3 separate regions of the Mus musculus genome follow, and all the other regions are linked to region 1. A link is a contact called in public HiChIP or PLAC-seq data. All regions are on one chromosome and are shown on one strand. The core of a region is the stretch at or near the end of the contact, and the rest is flanking DNA. Distances in the headings are between cores, read along the strand shown.

What was found. HiChIP or PLAC-seq counts read pairs in DNA pulled down with a chosen protein or histone mark.
Region 2: a FOXA1 HiChIP or PLAC-seq map of pancreatic cancer cells shows a contact between it and region 1. The contact joins the promoter of Mrps31 here to the promoter of Polb in region 1. A contact is called at or near these places in 9 of 39 promoter capture datasets (the C10 cell line, the HPC-7 cell line, cranial neural crest and 4 more), 5 of 115 datasets of contacts at active chromatin or transcription factors (the SCID.adh cell line, embryonic stem cells, memory CD8 T cells and 2 more) and 3 of 9 other capture datasets (adipose tissue, liver and pancreatic islet).
Region 3: an H3K4me3 HiChIP or PLAC-seq map of embryonic stem cells shows a contact between it and region 1, with 5 times the contacts expected there. The contact joins the enhancer-like site here to the promoter of Polb in region 1. A contact is called at or near these places in 3 of 39 promoter capture datasets (the C10 cell line, cranial neural crest and maxillary cranial neural crest), 3 of 484 Hi-C or Micro-C datasets (the HL-1 cell line and embryonic stem cells), 6 of 115 datasets of contacts at active chromatin or transcription factors (bone marrow-derived macrophages, embryonic stem cells, neural tube and 2 more) and 3 of 9 other capture datasets (adipose tissue, embryonic stem cells and liver).

What each region holds. Positions count from the first base shown.
Region 1 is chr8:22,650,944-22,655,927 of GRCm38.p6, forward strand. Polb (polymerase (DNA directed), beta) reads right to left here and starts at 2,494. Exons shown (of 14, transcript NM_011130.2): 1 at 2,371-2,494; 2 at 2,117-2,174. The coding sequence starts at 2,431.
Region 2 is chr8:22,409,343-22,414,326 of GRCm38.p6, forward strand. Mrps31 (mitochondrial ribosomal protein S31) reads left to right here and starts at 1,998. Exons shown (of 7, transcript NM_020560.2): 1 at 1,998-2,242. The coding sequence starts at 2,124.
Region 3 is chr8:22,432,620-22,437,603 of GRCm38.p6, forward strand. No RefSeq gene overlaps it. Among named protein-coding and RNA genes, the nearest start is that of Gm39140, 20 kb to the right of the region's middle. Within about 2 kb of position 1,997, at least 148 of the 459 cell types and tissues checked have an H3K27ac peak or open chromatin away from gene starts, as enhancers often do. A contact at or near this core is called in the HL-1 cell line, embryonic stem cells, pro-B cells and 1 more, where this site is marked.

The DNA.
Region 1 (4,984 bases), core at 1,244-3,743:
TGAAGTAGGTTCTTATTCTGGTTATAGATTTGCCTTTCCAGCACGTAATGTTTCTGCCAAAGCTACCATCTGTGGATTGTTTTTGACCAAACAATCCACTTCACAGCCAGAGAAGTGCAACAGTGGGCCCACATTCATGGGCTCCATTGGCCTTACAACATTCCCTGCCATCCTGATGCAGCTGGTCTGACAGAAAGATGGAATGGCCTTCTGAAGTTACAGTTACAGCACCAGTTAGGTGGCAGCAGCCTGGTGGCTGCTCCTGACTCTCCAGAAAGTGGTATATGCTTTGAATCATCATCCAACACAGGATGTATTTTCAGAAAGCATCTTCACCAAATGGTGCTGAGAAAACTGGATGTCCTCAAGTAGTGGAATAAAAACAGGACCATATTTATCACCTTGAACAAACATACAGGCTACTGGTAACGCCTTTGGTGGTACCCTAAAAGCCACCAAAGAAGTAGAAGGTAAGTTCCTATTGCTGAAGAAATAATGCATTTCTGAGGCCTCTGAGCTAGCACTGCCCTGAACTCTCCCTTCTCTGAGGACTGGCTTTCATGGTATCAGAAGGCACCACGCAAGCTTCCAAAGGGGGGAATCCACCAACAGTCCTACACAGCTATGACACCTATGACGCACAATGACCTACACGGCATGCTAACTCTAAGGGTGCAGTGGGGACACATATATCTCAGTGGTAACCAACAGCTCTTTAATTGGACTTAAGATTCACTCATCAAGAGGGAAGTAAATCATACCTGCTACCAGCAACCTAGACAACTACCCAGGGCTAGCAAAGTCATAGGTCTGAGAGAAGAATCTACAACCACCACTTTCCCAAAGCAGTACAATCCCTAGCTACAGTCTACACGTTCATCCTTATACCCACAGACAAATGTAGCCTTCACATACCCACAGCAAATGTAGCCTTCACCTCTCATCAAGAAAACTGCTCTTTGCAACAGAGACCACTATAGAAAAGCACAACCAATCAAAATGCAGAGTTATGGAGCCAAGTTAAATGGATACATCTATAAAATAACTCCTAAGCCTAAGGCCCAGGGAACACTGTGGAGAGGGAATGGGAAGACTGTGAGAGTCAGAGCATCAGGGAAATGGCGGGAAGGCTGTGTTGCCCAGTAATGTCAGAAGCTATGCTCATAAGGTCTTACTAACATGACTGCCCAGACATGAGCTGAACAAGGAAGAATGTGACAGACACACCACAGTGGTCAGGACCTCAACCCTACACAAAGAACTACAGGAAACAGTCTTTCCTAACACATCAGTTGGTTATCCCTGAAAATATACAAGTAGCATTACACAGTTGGAACAGATTGTATTTATGTATTTAGGAAAATGTGTGTGTGTATGTATGTGTATCGAAATATGTGTGTATATATATGTGCACATATATATATATAATGAAAAAAGGAGGTTATGAATTTGAGAGATCATAGAGGGTTATATATGGAAGTGTTTGGAGAGAGGAAAAGGGGAAATGATGTAATTATAATCCCCCAAATAATCATATAATAATAATAATAATAATAATAATAATAATAATAATTCGACTTCAAATGAGGAAATCCAGGCATGGAACAGACTATAGGAGAACACTAACTGTAAGGCTGTAAGGGCTAGCTTGGGGAAAGCAAGGATAGTTTACTTTTACTGTTAGAAGCTGAGGGGCTTTGGGATGCTTATAGGTTAAGTAGCTGACTGTGGGAAGAGCGGCCAGGAGAAGGTGCCCGCTGAGGTTTGTAGTGATAGGCAGGCAACTGGTTTTCAGGAAGGTGACAGCCCATCCAGAAGGAAAGGCGATTTCCTGAACTACATCTATTTCACAGTTCAGATCTCGTCTACTGTTGTTTATTATGTTTTTTAAACTGTATTTCCAGTCAATTCAAGATTAATGGTGGGAATATATGCATCAGACACCTATTTTCAGTCGGAACTGTACAGTCTCCTGAATTAACCCTATAACGCCCTGCCAAAACCCTGTATAGGTTAAATAAAGTGCCACTCAGCTTTGAACCACTGGGCACCGGCTTTCCATCCCTGCTAAGTGACAGCAAACTAGGATGTCCTGGAACGCCGGCTAACAACGTACCTGTACGCATTGTACTTGTGGATCGCCTGGCTCACGTTCTTCTCAAAGTTTGCGAGTTCTGAAAAGACAACAAAGGGCTCGAGGACACAAGTACACACACCCCCGCGAACGCGGGTCCCGGGATGGAGGTGTGGGCGGGTTCCTCCACCGGCGGCCGCGACGGACGCAGCCGGGGCGCTGCGACCCGCGGGGGGGGGGGTGGGAGAAGCGAGGCCCGGCTGAGCAGAGGAGCCGGAGGGCGGCCCGGGACTCACCCACGAGCATGTCCGTGATGCCGCCGTTGAGGGTCTCCTGCGGCGCCTTGCGTTTGCTCATGGCGCCGGGGACCCACACCTGGGTCTTACCGGTGGAACAATGGCGGCGCCTGACAGGGCGCAGCGCGGTGACGTCACGCGCCAGGCTACGGGGCGGGGCTAGCGGGTGCGGGTGCGGGGAATCTCTGGGCGGAGGGGAGCTAGGAGGTCAGGTTTACCTCCTGGTGAGTTAGCCTGAGAGATCAAATCTGCTCTCCTGGTCTGAGAATAGTCTGATTTAGAGCCCGAGATGCAGACGGAGGTGGACGTTGGCTGCTGTGGACAGTAGCTATGGAACACACGGCCTGTACTGTTTGTGAGGCGTGCCGGCGCGGGTTCTGCTGTCAGAATCCAAGAGCTGCTCTGTGCTTCTGGACACCATGTAAAACATGGAATGAAATATGCCAACCGTCGGCTAAAGACGTGTTCTGGCTTTGTTTGTTCGTTTGTTTGTTTCGGTATCCATGCCTCTTGTGGGAGAAGCTAAAGCTAGGAAAAGACCCCAAGAAAGAAGTGTCTGACTTAACTAAACAGCAATGGAACACTCATATTCTATATGTGATCCCCTTACAATGTCCTTGAATTGAAATATAGCGCTTGTGCCATTTATAAGTGTTCCTCATGGGGGTCCATATTAACTGCAAACACAGCAATTCGTTTGGGCATAAATTGTTATTAAGATACACACTAGTGTGGGTGAATCTGAAAAGAGTATAGAAGGAAAAAGGGAAGTCAATGACGGGCTTGTCATCCAACTTAGGTATTATTATTTGGGGACATACACTTTTACATTTCTACTCCACTCTTATCTTCTAAAATTTCTATTCTTGTTTCTGTTTTGTTCTGAGATAGGGTATCTATGTAGCCCAGGTTGTCCTAGAACTATGAAGAGCAGGCTGGCCTCAGACTCATAGAAATCCTCCTGCCTCAGCCTCCTGGATGCTAGGGATAGGTATGCAACACCAGGTCCAGCAATGCATTGTTGTTGTTTTAGGTGAGTGAGTTATTTTTATTAGCAAGGACAGGGCACTGCTTTCGCTACTGGATGTACAGTAGTGATAAGTCAAGTCCTGTGCGCATGTCCTTGGCAGGGGGTAATAAAGTGGCCTAAGAGCAAGTCAAGAATGAGTGATTCACTGTGAGAGGACATGCTCAGCAGGAATGGGGCCTCAGCTCCACCACAACACTGCACGGATAAACAAGGCAAGGAAATGGGGCAGCCCTCAGGAGGGGCGAGATGAGCTCTATTTAGACAGAACAGTTGGAAAACACCTCTCAGAAGGTCCCTGTGCACGGAGACATAATGAAGAGGAAGAGGGCTTGGGGGACAACTGGAGTGATCCCTGTAGAAGCAGCAAGGTCCACCCCCAAAGCTGCCACTAAAAAGTTCTGCACCATTTGGAACAAGTTCACTAGGTTGGAGATCAGAGGACTTCGGTGTGGACTGTGGTAAAGCTAGAAAAGCGAATAGCATTCGCTCTCCATTAGCATTAGCTCTCCCTCCACCTTCCGTCCTTTTCCTGCATTAAGTCCTGATTACTTTGTATCACTCTTTCTTGTTCTCCTTTCTAAATGTTACTCTATACCTAAGTGTCTATTTGTATACACTAACTCTCTATGGGCTAGAATACACCTGTATATTTGTATACACCAATGCTCTGTGGGCTAGAATACACATGAAATAGAACATGCAGCTTTTTTTTCTTTTTGAGTGTGTATCCTTACATAATATTATATATTGTATCTTGAAAAGTCTGTGATTTCCTTTTTCTTTGGTGATGAATTATACACACACACACACATACATATATATGTATATATATAACCAGATGTCCACTATTTATTTGTTGATGGATATGTAGGTTTGTTTTATTTCCTTGCTATAGTCAATGAAACAGCAAAGAAAAAAATGGGTGTGCAAATATCTGCAGGTAGGGTGTGGAAGTCTTTGGGTATATGCCCAGAAGTGAATACTGAATCACTCAAAAGTGAGTACTATTTGGATTTTTTTTTTGACGAGTCTCTGAACTGATTTCCACAATGGTTGTTCATTAGTTTGCACCTCCACTAGCAGTGAATAAGGGTTCCTCTTTCCCACATTCTCGCCAACATTTGTCATAAGATTCCTTGATGATTGCTGTTGTGACTGGGGTGAGGTGGGTATATCAAAGTAGTTTTAATGTGCATGTTCCTGATGACTAGGGATATTGGACATTTCTTGAGATATGTATTGGTTTTGTTTTTTTTTTTTAAACTGTTTCTTCAGTTCAAAAGACGTGTTCATTGGCAGCTTGATCTCCTTGGTATTCAATTTCTGTACTTCTTTGTAAATCCTGCATACTAGCCCCTTGTCTGAAGTCTAGCTGGTTTAAGGATTTTCTCCCTTATTTAGGCTGTTGGCTTTTGCTGATAGTTTCTCTTCCCGTGTCAAAACATTTTAACTTCATGTAGCCCCATCTGTTGATGCCCGAGACTAGTTCCTGGGCATTAACTCTGTTCAGAAGGTTTTTACCCACCCCAGTGTCATAGAGAGTATTTCCTATATTTTCATCCAGAAGTTCCAGTGTTTCAAGTT
Region 2 (4,984 bases), core at 748-3,247, 240 kb before region 1:
TTTTAAAGATCCTTTTATCTACTAAAGGAAATACACACACACACACACACACACACACACACACACATATATATGGTAGTGGGTGTTTTCACGGAATACATAACTTTTTAGGTGTTGAAAGAAAGATGAAATTTCAAGACCTGTAAGTCATATAAAGTACTCAGAAATTGCTGGTTGTTTGTGAGCCTAGAGGCTGCCTGGGGCTGAGAAAAAAGAAAAAACTAACCCGGGTATGCCCCGTAGTTAAAATATTCCTGGGAACAGCTTAACCTTAAAGATAAAGAGGAATGTGAGGACATAACAGGGCTATCTGAACTGAGTCAACAACTCACAGAACTCTGACACCCTGCACGTACATGTAATTTTTCTGCTGATGTTTGAATAAGCCAATAGTGTGTTGCTATGCTGAATTCCACACCCCTAAGCCCCTTACCCCATAAAAACCCCTAGCTTCTGAACCTCATGGCCGACATCCATTATCTCCTGTGTAGGCTGCATGTTGGTCCGGAGCTCCGTCATTAAACTACCTCATGTAACTACATCAGGGTGGTCTATTCATGATTCTTTGGGTGCCCGCTGAATCTGGAATTGAGTGGGGGTTTCCCCACTAGGTTCTATCAGTGTCAACACTAAGACATGTAGAAGATAGCTTTGATGCATCTTTATGTTGGAGGAAAATGGCATAAAATAAGTTTTAATTTAATGTTTCTGATATTGGAGGAATATACTTGGAGTTATAAACTACTGTGTGTTGTTGCTCCTGTTCTTACAAAGATATATTTGGCCAGTACAGAGAAATGCAATATATTTGATTATAAATGCCTTCTGCCTTGTAATTAATATAGTATATTATATATTAGATCTAACCTCAGTGATAAATGCATTTTGAAGCTTGAAAAGAGTTGTAATAAAATTGTCTGTACCGTTGCAAAAAAAAAAAAAAATCCCTGAGAAAATAACACTAGCTGGTCTGAATTCAATGGGTCCATGCAGGTACTCAGTTTCCATTCAGAGATTCATCAGGTGAACCGGATCTGTCTTGGATCCCCATATCGTGGCGCTATAATTGTCCATGTTAAAAACAAACAAACAGAAACCCTGGTACTCTTATCCTAAATGGAATGAGAGATATTTTATTCTGGAGCCATTTTGAGAGACTGTGGCTCAGATACACAGATCTTGATTAACCCAAGTTCCCACATTCAAACATGGAAGTAGTTTCATTAAATTTTTATAGTTTTACAGAACAAGGTAAATTATAAATCAAGGTTAAAGTACATCGGTGGGTATATCAGAGGAGTAGATACAGCAAGTTGGGGAAGCTTTTCTAATAGGTCTATAGGCCTAAGATTCAAAGGGTTAGTTCCAACAGAGGTGGCAAGGACTGGTTGTCCGGGTTGGGGAGGTGCTAGAACCAGCCCAAAATAAGATAATTAAATTAATTTCTAGACCTGCAACATTCCAATCTCTCTAAAGTACTACGGTTCTAATCAGCCGATCAGTCTCTGCAGTCACAACTTCTTTCCAGGAGTTCTCATCCACAGTCCCCATAAAAGAAGGCTCCAGCAACAACCACGATCCCTTAGCAATTTCCCTCATGTGCATCCATCAATATTGACAGCAAGTCCATCTTTAATTTGCACTATCGCTTGACTCAAATTATCTTGCTTATTTTGCAAATCCGTGGGATTGTTTCCTTTTAATTCATCGGAAAAGAGGTGAGGAACACCTAGCCCCAGACCTTGACCAGGAGCAACTGTCACAGAGACAACCGCTGCGGACTCGCCCCGTCACTCACGGAAGGGCAGGACAGGGAGTTCTGTTAGTTCTCTACGGCTCCAGTCAGCTCAGTTGTTCATCCTGTTCACTTTCTCCGGTCTGCATCTTTATGGAACCTCGATATCCACTCCATCCAAAAAGGAAGCAGCAGGATCGAGCCAGCCAAAGACCCAGGAACATAATGATTGGTCTCCGTTTCCTACCGGAATCCAAAAGGAGCGGAACAGTGCAGGCTGGAAAACATCTCGGAGGACATTTTTGGCAGAGGGACGAACCAGTTCAGCTGTGCACTTCTTGGCGCTTGTGCTTCCGGCTGTGCTCTGGTTTGAGTTTGTATTTACACGATGCTCCACAGAATCCCGGCATTTCTACGCCCTCGCCCTTTCTCGGGCCTCCCTTTGTCCTGTGGAAACCGGGACGTCTCGGTGGCTGTGCTACCCGCGGCTCAGTCCGGAGCTGTGAGGTAAGGTGGCCCAGAGCTATTGGCCGCGCCGGGCTTCCAGGGCTCGCTTGCCCTCTACTTGCCTTGCAGCGACATTTTTTTCCAGCCCCCGGGGTTGGATACTGTAAGCGTAGGCTCTTGGAAGCGGTTGTTCGAAGTGTGGGTAGAAAGAAATCGTAGAAGGACAAGGCAGCTTGTCCGATGCCGTGATGAGTGTGGCAAACAGCCATAACAACAAGTCTTGTTTCTTGTCCCGCGGTCTTTCTGCTGCAAATCTATCCCTCATCCTGCTTGCTGTTACTTCTCTTTGTACGGACTCGAAAAGAGAGGTCGTTTTCTTTCATCTTCTATGCTTCCCAAGAATTTTTATAGCCTCGTTAATGCTTCCCTCCTTTATTCCCTACTGCATTATTTAAAGTGCGTTTATGTCAGCTACCGATGTTGAGCTCCGAATAAAACAGTCCTACCATTCTGGACAGTAGTATACTTCCATTGAGGAGGTGATTCAAGTAGAGTGAAGATAGCATGGGTAAGCACAGAGTTCATTCTCTCAACAGATAACTAGAGGAGAGCAAATAGAGACATCTCGAAGTTGTAAGAGGTTCATGGTATTCTTTCTGGGCACGCCTGTCCTCAACGCCTATCTCAGTGCTGAAGCAAGATAGCAGTGGAGATGGAAAGGATCAACTCCGTGAAGGAGTCTGCACAAAATAAAGTGAACAGGATGTGACCTATAATGAAGTAACGGAGTGGTCAAAAGGAGTGACTATTTCTGCTGATTGCTCTAGAGAACTGACAGAAGGAGAAAGATGTTTCAGAAAGATTCTAAAATGTCTTAGCATTTTAAACTTGCAAGATGAATTTTTATTGTAGGATCCTACACTGCAGGGTGAAAAATGTGAAGTCAGTCTCTGAGGGAAGCCATGTGGTGCTTTTGGTGATGTTGGGGATTTGAATTCAGGGCTTCAAAATTAGTGGAAGCTCATGAGGTATTCTCAAAGAAAAAAAAAGCTCATATGAGCATTTAGGATAATAGTTTTATTACTTTATGCTAGGGAACATTCATGGTTTTCCTGTAATACAGGTTTTGTGTGTGTGTGTGTGTAGTGTCAGAGCACTCTTGAAAGGAAACGTTGTGCTAAATAAAATTAATATGTGTGACTTGTTCTTCTGATTTTCCTATGTCAAGGTACCTTCAACATTAACTTTCAGAAATAATAACTGTTTGAATTGTATCATATTGATATCTCAAGAGTTCTGTGTATTGGTCATGACAGTACTTCCCTTTGTAACTTATTTTTCACTCCGGCATTTTCTTTTCTTTTTTTTTTTTTTTTTTTTTTTTTTTTTTTGGTTTTTCGAGACAGGGTTTCTCTGTGTAGTCCTGGCTGTCCTGGAACGCGCTCTGTAGACCAGGCTGGCCTCGAACTCAGAAATCCGCCTGCCTCTGCTTCCCAAGTGCTGGGATTAAAAGCGTGTGCCACCACGCCCGGCTAACTCTGGCATTTTCATAAGCAAATTATATAGTTTCAGAGTTTGGGAAAATTTTTTTTGCATTAAAGTGTTCCAAGCCTGGGGATGCCAATTGCTAACTTTGACAATTTGATACATATTAATAACACATTATTAATTTACTATACTAATAATAATACACTATTAATAATATGTAATCCAGAGAACAAATTGCAACTGAGTTATCTTGGGTTTTAGTTAAAATGCAAATTCCCCCACTCCATTCCAAATGTGAAAACTCGTGAACCCATTGCCTGTGCGCTGCAGCAGGTCAGAAGTCCTACGGCCTTTAGAGCATCAGCTTCTTTTTTTTATAAAATGAGAATGTATTTTTGTAAAATCATAAGGATTAAGTAGCATAGCTATTCAAAAGAAGTCTTCTAACTAGTGGTGCCAGCATCACTTGGGAACTTGTTTAAAATGTAAAATTTTTAGTTCCTTCTTGAAGGTGCTAAGTCAGAATTATGTTGTGGGACCAAAGAATCTACATTTTAGCAAGTAGGATAGGTAATTTCTGTGTGTTTTAAAGACTAAGAAACAGTACTGTAGCCATTAGCATCCTAAAGGTAGAAACTGTTTACTGGGCCACAGTCTGACTGCTCACCATACCACATGATAAACCAATTGAGCCATGAAACAGGATGTTGGAAGCAACTATAGTTGAAAAGCCAGGTAATGAAGAAGATGGAGTGTAAAAGTATTTTTTATTCGCTGATGTAATTGTCATCTTGGATGCTTCTGCCTCCATCTGCTAACCTGAGCCTAGTCCCGGAAGCTTCTAGCCTCCATACAATCTTATCTAGGCCTAGAATGGATATGATTTGACTTGATTTTTATTATGACACCTTTGGTCACCAAATATTCTCAAAGAGTCTCAATCTTCACCAAAGATTCTCAGAGAGACTTTGGACTTTTAAACAATGTGGACACCTGAGTGAAAGACTAAGGGAACTTTAAAAATTGGACTGAATATACTTTGCATTGTGATACGGTCATGAGCCTGCAGGGCCCGAGGGTGGAGTATAGTGGTTTAGAATGAGAATCGCCTTCTGAGGCCCAAATATTTGAAGACTTGGTCCCAGTTGCTGCACTGTTTGGGGAGGAGTATGTCACTGGGGTGGGCTTAGAGAGATTAAAGACCTGTGCCACTTCCAGTTTGCTCTCTCCGCCTTGTCCTGCATTTGAGGATGCCATTGCTCAGTTTTCTGCACCTGCTGGCAAGCCTGCTTCTTTTTGTCTGATGGCTGTTCT
Region 3 (4,984 bases), core at 747-3,246, 220 kb before region 1:
TCCCTGGCCTGGGACATCAGAGCCAACGCTGCTCTACTGACGGCTTCTCTCTGTGAACCTGCTCGCCCTGCCTCTTTTCTGCAGAGTGTAACACCTGCTCTTCTGCGAGCAGGGACTGCCACCAATATCTGTCTAGACAGCAAACCTGCTTGCTAAAGGCAAAACTAACTGTCTTAATTAGAAGCCTTTCCATTTCAGGCTCACACTACCTGCTGTGTCCCAGGATGGCCACTTGGCCACTGGGCTGCCACTTGATCACCTGGGCACACCTTTTCAACACACATACCTTGCCCTAGCTCTGGAACATGGTGGCCCCAGCATACCTGTTTGCACACTTGCCACATCCCAGAGCCACTAAATGGTGTCCTGGACACACTAGTCTGAAGGCCATTTTTGTCCCTGGGGTGCAATGTGGTAGGCTGGGCATGGCTGTCTGCACCCGTACCCTGCTAAGGCAGTGTAGCCTCGTGTTTACAGGAACTCTGTGTCCCAGCATTCTGACATGTCTATTCGCACACACGCTATTTCCCAGAGCTGCCACATGGTGGCGCTGTTCCACCACCTACACATGGCAGAGTAGGCTTGCTTGTTCACAAATCCACCGTGTCCCAGCACTACCTTTGGTGGCTAGGACATTTGGTGCCTGTTCTGAGCTTGGTTAACTGAGGGGCGTTGGTGGTGGGGTTATGATAACAGACGTGCCTTATCCAAGCACCACCTCATGGTGGCCTGGGCACATCTATTCATTTGCTTACCATGCCCTAGTGCCACCATGTGGTGGCTTCAGCAAGCCTGCTTACACACTTGCCAGGTCACACCACCATTATGTCATCTCCTGGGCATGACAGTTAAATGCCCAGGGGTATCAGATGCTTGCTGTGTCCCAGGGCCACTACATGGCAGCCTGGACATGCCTGTTCACATATGTACCATATCCCAACACCACCACAATGCAGGCTGGTTTCACCTGTGTGCATGCAACTGTGTTCAAGCACTGCCAAGCAGTGGCTTGGGTGTGCCTGCTTGTATGCATGCCGTGTCCCAGCCATGACACATAGCTGCCAGGGCACACCAGTTTGCATGATTTCTGTGTCCTAGTACCAGCATGTGACTGCCTGAGAATACCTACCGATTCACACACCTACTATGTCCCGGGGCTGCCAAGTTATGGTTTGTGCACACTTCTTTGCCTGCTTACCATGTTCCAGGACCTCCATGTGGCAGACTTGGCACACCTTTTCACATGGCTGCTTGGACATGGTAGTTCATATGTATATCATGTTCCAGCACTGCCTGGGCATGCCAGTTCATATGTATGTCATGTTTCAGCACTGCCTGGGCATGCCAGTTCATATGTATGTTATGTTCCAGCACTGCCTGGGCATGCCAGTTCATATGTATGTTATGTTCCAGCACTGCCTGAGCATGCCAGTTCATATGTATGTCATGTTCCAGCACTGCCTGGGCATGCCAGTTCATATGTATGTCATGTTCCAGCACTGCCTGGACATGCCCGTTCACATGCCTGCTATGTTCCAGTGCCAACACATGAGCCCATGCTCACCTGTCTGCACATATATTGTGTCCCAGAGCCTCAAATCACTAGCCAGATCATACCTGCTAGCACACCTACTATGTCTTAGCCTTGCCAGCCAGCAGCCAGGACACATCTGCACCATATCCCAGCACCATTGTGGAGTGGCTTGGACACATGCATTTGCACACCTACCATATGCCAGTGCTGCCAAGTGGTGGCCAGGCATGCCTATTCTCACCTGCCACATCTCTAGGCAGCTGTAGGGTATATACATTCTGTGTCTCTACGCCATTGCGTGACATCCTGAGCTCTCCTGTTCACACACATACCATGTCCCCCGCATTGCTACCTAGTGGTCTGGGCGGCTGCCACATGGTGGCCTATCACATCCCAGGGCTGCCATGTGGCAGACTTGTCAGAGACATTTACTAAATGCCTGCCATGTCCCAGATTTGCCACTTGGTGGAGTATTGCCTGTTTGCCTGCAAACCTGTCCCAGCACCAACACTTAGGAGCCTGGGCATGCCTTTATTTGTCTGGGAACATTGGTTCACACCTGCTGCCGTGCCTGCTATGTTCCAGTGCTACTGCCTCCTAGCCTGAGCACACCTGTTGGCACACTTGCCAAGTCCGACCACCACCACACGACAGCCTGGGCATGCCTGTTTGCATGCTCACCATGTCTGAGCAATGGTACATGTCTGAACATGTCCACATGCTTGCCGTGTCCCAGGACCTCCAAGTGGTGGCCCGGCCACATAGTTCACAGTTCTGCTGTGACCCAGAGCCACCATGTGGTAGCATGATCTCTCCTAGTCTCACATGTATGGTGTCCCAGCAGTGCCCATGGCAACCTGGTTCAACCTCTTTGGACTCAGTCCCTGTCCCACTGACACCAGGAGGCAAGCTTGGTCATGCCTGTTTGCATGCCTTCCATTTCCCAGAGCTGCTATGTGGTAACCTGGGCATGCCTATTCACATGTATTCTATGTCCCAACACCACCCCATGGAGTCCTAGGCCTAGGTATGGTGGAGTTTGTGAAAGAGAGGGAGACTGGACCTGGTGTGGGCTTTTTTTTTTTTTTTTTTGAACCTCAAAGCCCCCAGCCCCAAGGACACACCTCCTCCAACAAGGCCACACCTCCTAATGGTTCCCAAAGGTGTTCACTAATTGGGAACCAAATACTCAAATATATGAGCTTATGAAGGCCTTTTCATTTAAATCACCACATCTAACTATAACAGGGATATATATATATATATATATATATATACATATATATATATATATATAGTGTGTTTGTGTGTGTGTGTGTGTGTGTGTGTGTGTGTGTGTGTGTGTGTGTCTATACATATAACCCTAATTACAACAGATCTAGGGAAGATGTGTATGAGAAAAACTACTACACACAGCTTTCCAGTTATGACAGGGATAGGAAATGCATGTGTGTGCACCAGCATATACAGAACTACCTGATAGAAGAAATACAAGTTCGTGACTCTCCACAAAAACACCTGTCTGTAATAGATCATGGGAATACGTGTGTGTGACTCTGCTACTCCTGTTATGTGACAAGATTGTCCCCAGAGAGATACAACACACCCATCTACTCACCCACTGGGAGTAGATTGGGAGCCCATGACAGACCAACGTACAGATACTGTCAACGTCCAACTTGGTAAACTTATGAGTTGTGTTTGGGTTATTTCCAGGGATATAGGTGAGGGGTTACTTGCAGGAGCAGAAGTGACTCAAAGACAGGGACATCACCAAAGCCCACCCTGGCACGGATGGCATCTCACCAACGCTGAGCTGTCTGCATGATTTGGTCATACCTAGGTCTTTATTTATGCTTCATAATCCATTTATACCCCTAAATCAGAGGTATGGGTGTGTGCATAAGGTATGGACGGACACACACACACACACACACACATACACATGCACACACACAGGATGTTGAAACAAGTAGGCACAAAGAGCTAACATCTGACTGTGGCTTTATGTGGTAGTTCAAGTCAATAAGACCAGAAAAACGGCCGGGCAGTGGTGGCACACACCTTTAATCCCAACACTTGAGATGCAGAGGCAGGCAGATTTCTGAGTTCGAGGCCAACCTGATCTACAGAGTGAGTTCCAGGAAAGCCAGGGCTATACAGAGAAACCCTGTCTCGAAAAATGAAAAAAAAAAAAAAAAGACCCCAGAAAAACGAAATGCCCACCTTGCAAGACTCTTGTAAAAGATTAAGTCAAAAGTTCCTCATTCTTTCAATGCCACGGTTTTTTTGCCATGCTCTTCAAATGGGTAAATGACATCAAGAATCAGCCCTGTCTCTTTCATTTGGAGTTCCCTCAGAATCACCACCACAGTCCACAGCAGAGCTATCTTCATTGCCAGCGAAACATACTCTTAGGGATATCATAAGAAACACTGGTGCTCTGCTACACACTGATCAAAGTCTGTCACAAAAAATCGGTGTCACCTTTTCTCCACTTTCCCATAAGTGGATCTATGCAGTTCATAGTCTTGCATCTCTAGAGTATTTCACTTAGCACGATTATTTAAAGATCACCAATGGTCTGCATGTGTTAGTACTTTCTTCGTTCACTACTTTCCATTGCTGCATTGTATCCCATCCTACGGACACACCACAGTTACTTATTCTCTGGCTGATTGGCACTTGGAATATTCCCAGTTTTAAATTATTAAGAATAAAACAAAACAACTCTATACTTGCAGTGTGTGTGTTTGTGTGTGTGATTGTAAAGCATTTTAGATGAAAAATTATCTGGCTTCTCAAGCCAAAGGAGGGAGGAGGGGAGGGAGGAGGGGAGGGAGGAGGGGAGGGAGGAGGGGAGGGAGGAGGGAGGGATCGAGAGAGGCAAGTGAAATATCAAAAGATCAACGTTTGGAGCCAGACAGGAATGGTTTTGAAGCCTGGCTCTGATTATCTGCTTAGTTATCATCTTCCAGGATAAGTGAGCATGTTTTTAATGTGTTCTTTTTTGTTTTTTAAATGAGTATACTACCACATGGGGTAATTGAGAAGATTAAATTCTATGACATCACCAACGTAAAGTGCACCGCTGGCACATAACAAGCGGTCACTCTCCCGACACTGCTTGCTGTAGAGAAGCTTCCAGCCCATGGTGTACTCTGTGGACCAGATGTCTACCAATAATGTCCAATGAGTGTCACTGAGGGCTGCTTGCAAGATAAGGACAATTTAGTTCCTGTGTATCATCTACTTCAAGCCATGTTCTACCAGTGTTTTGGTTATGTTTAATCATGTTCTAAATAACACTTTACAAATTATTGACCTTTCGAAGCTCTCAAATGTTTGAGTTCATCTTTATCTTTGATGGAGATAGTAAGTAATAGAAAAAGAACCTTGAGTCTGAAGACTGATTAACGGTGGAAAGTTGCCATTAGCTGACATCTAGAA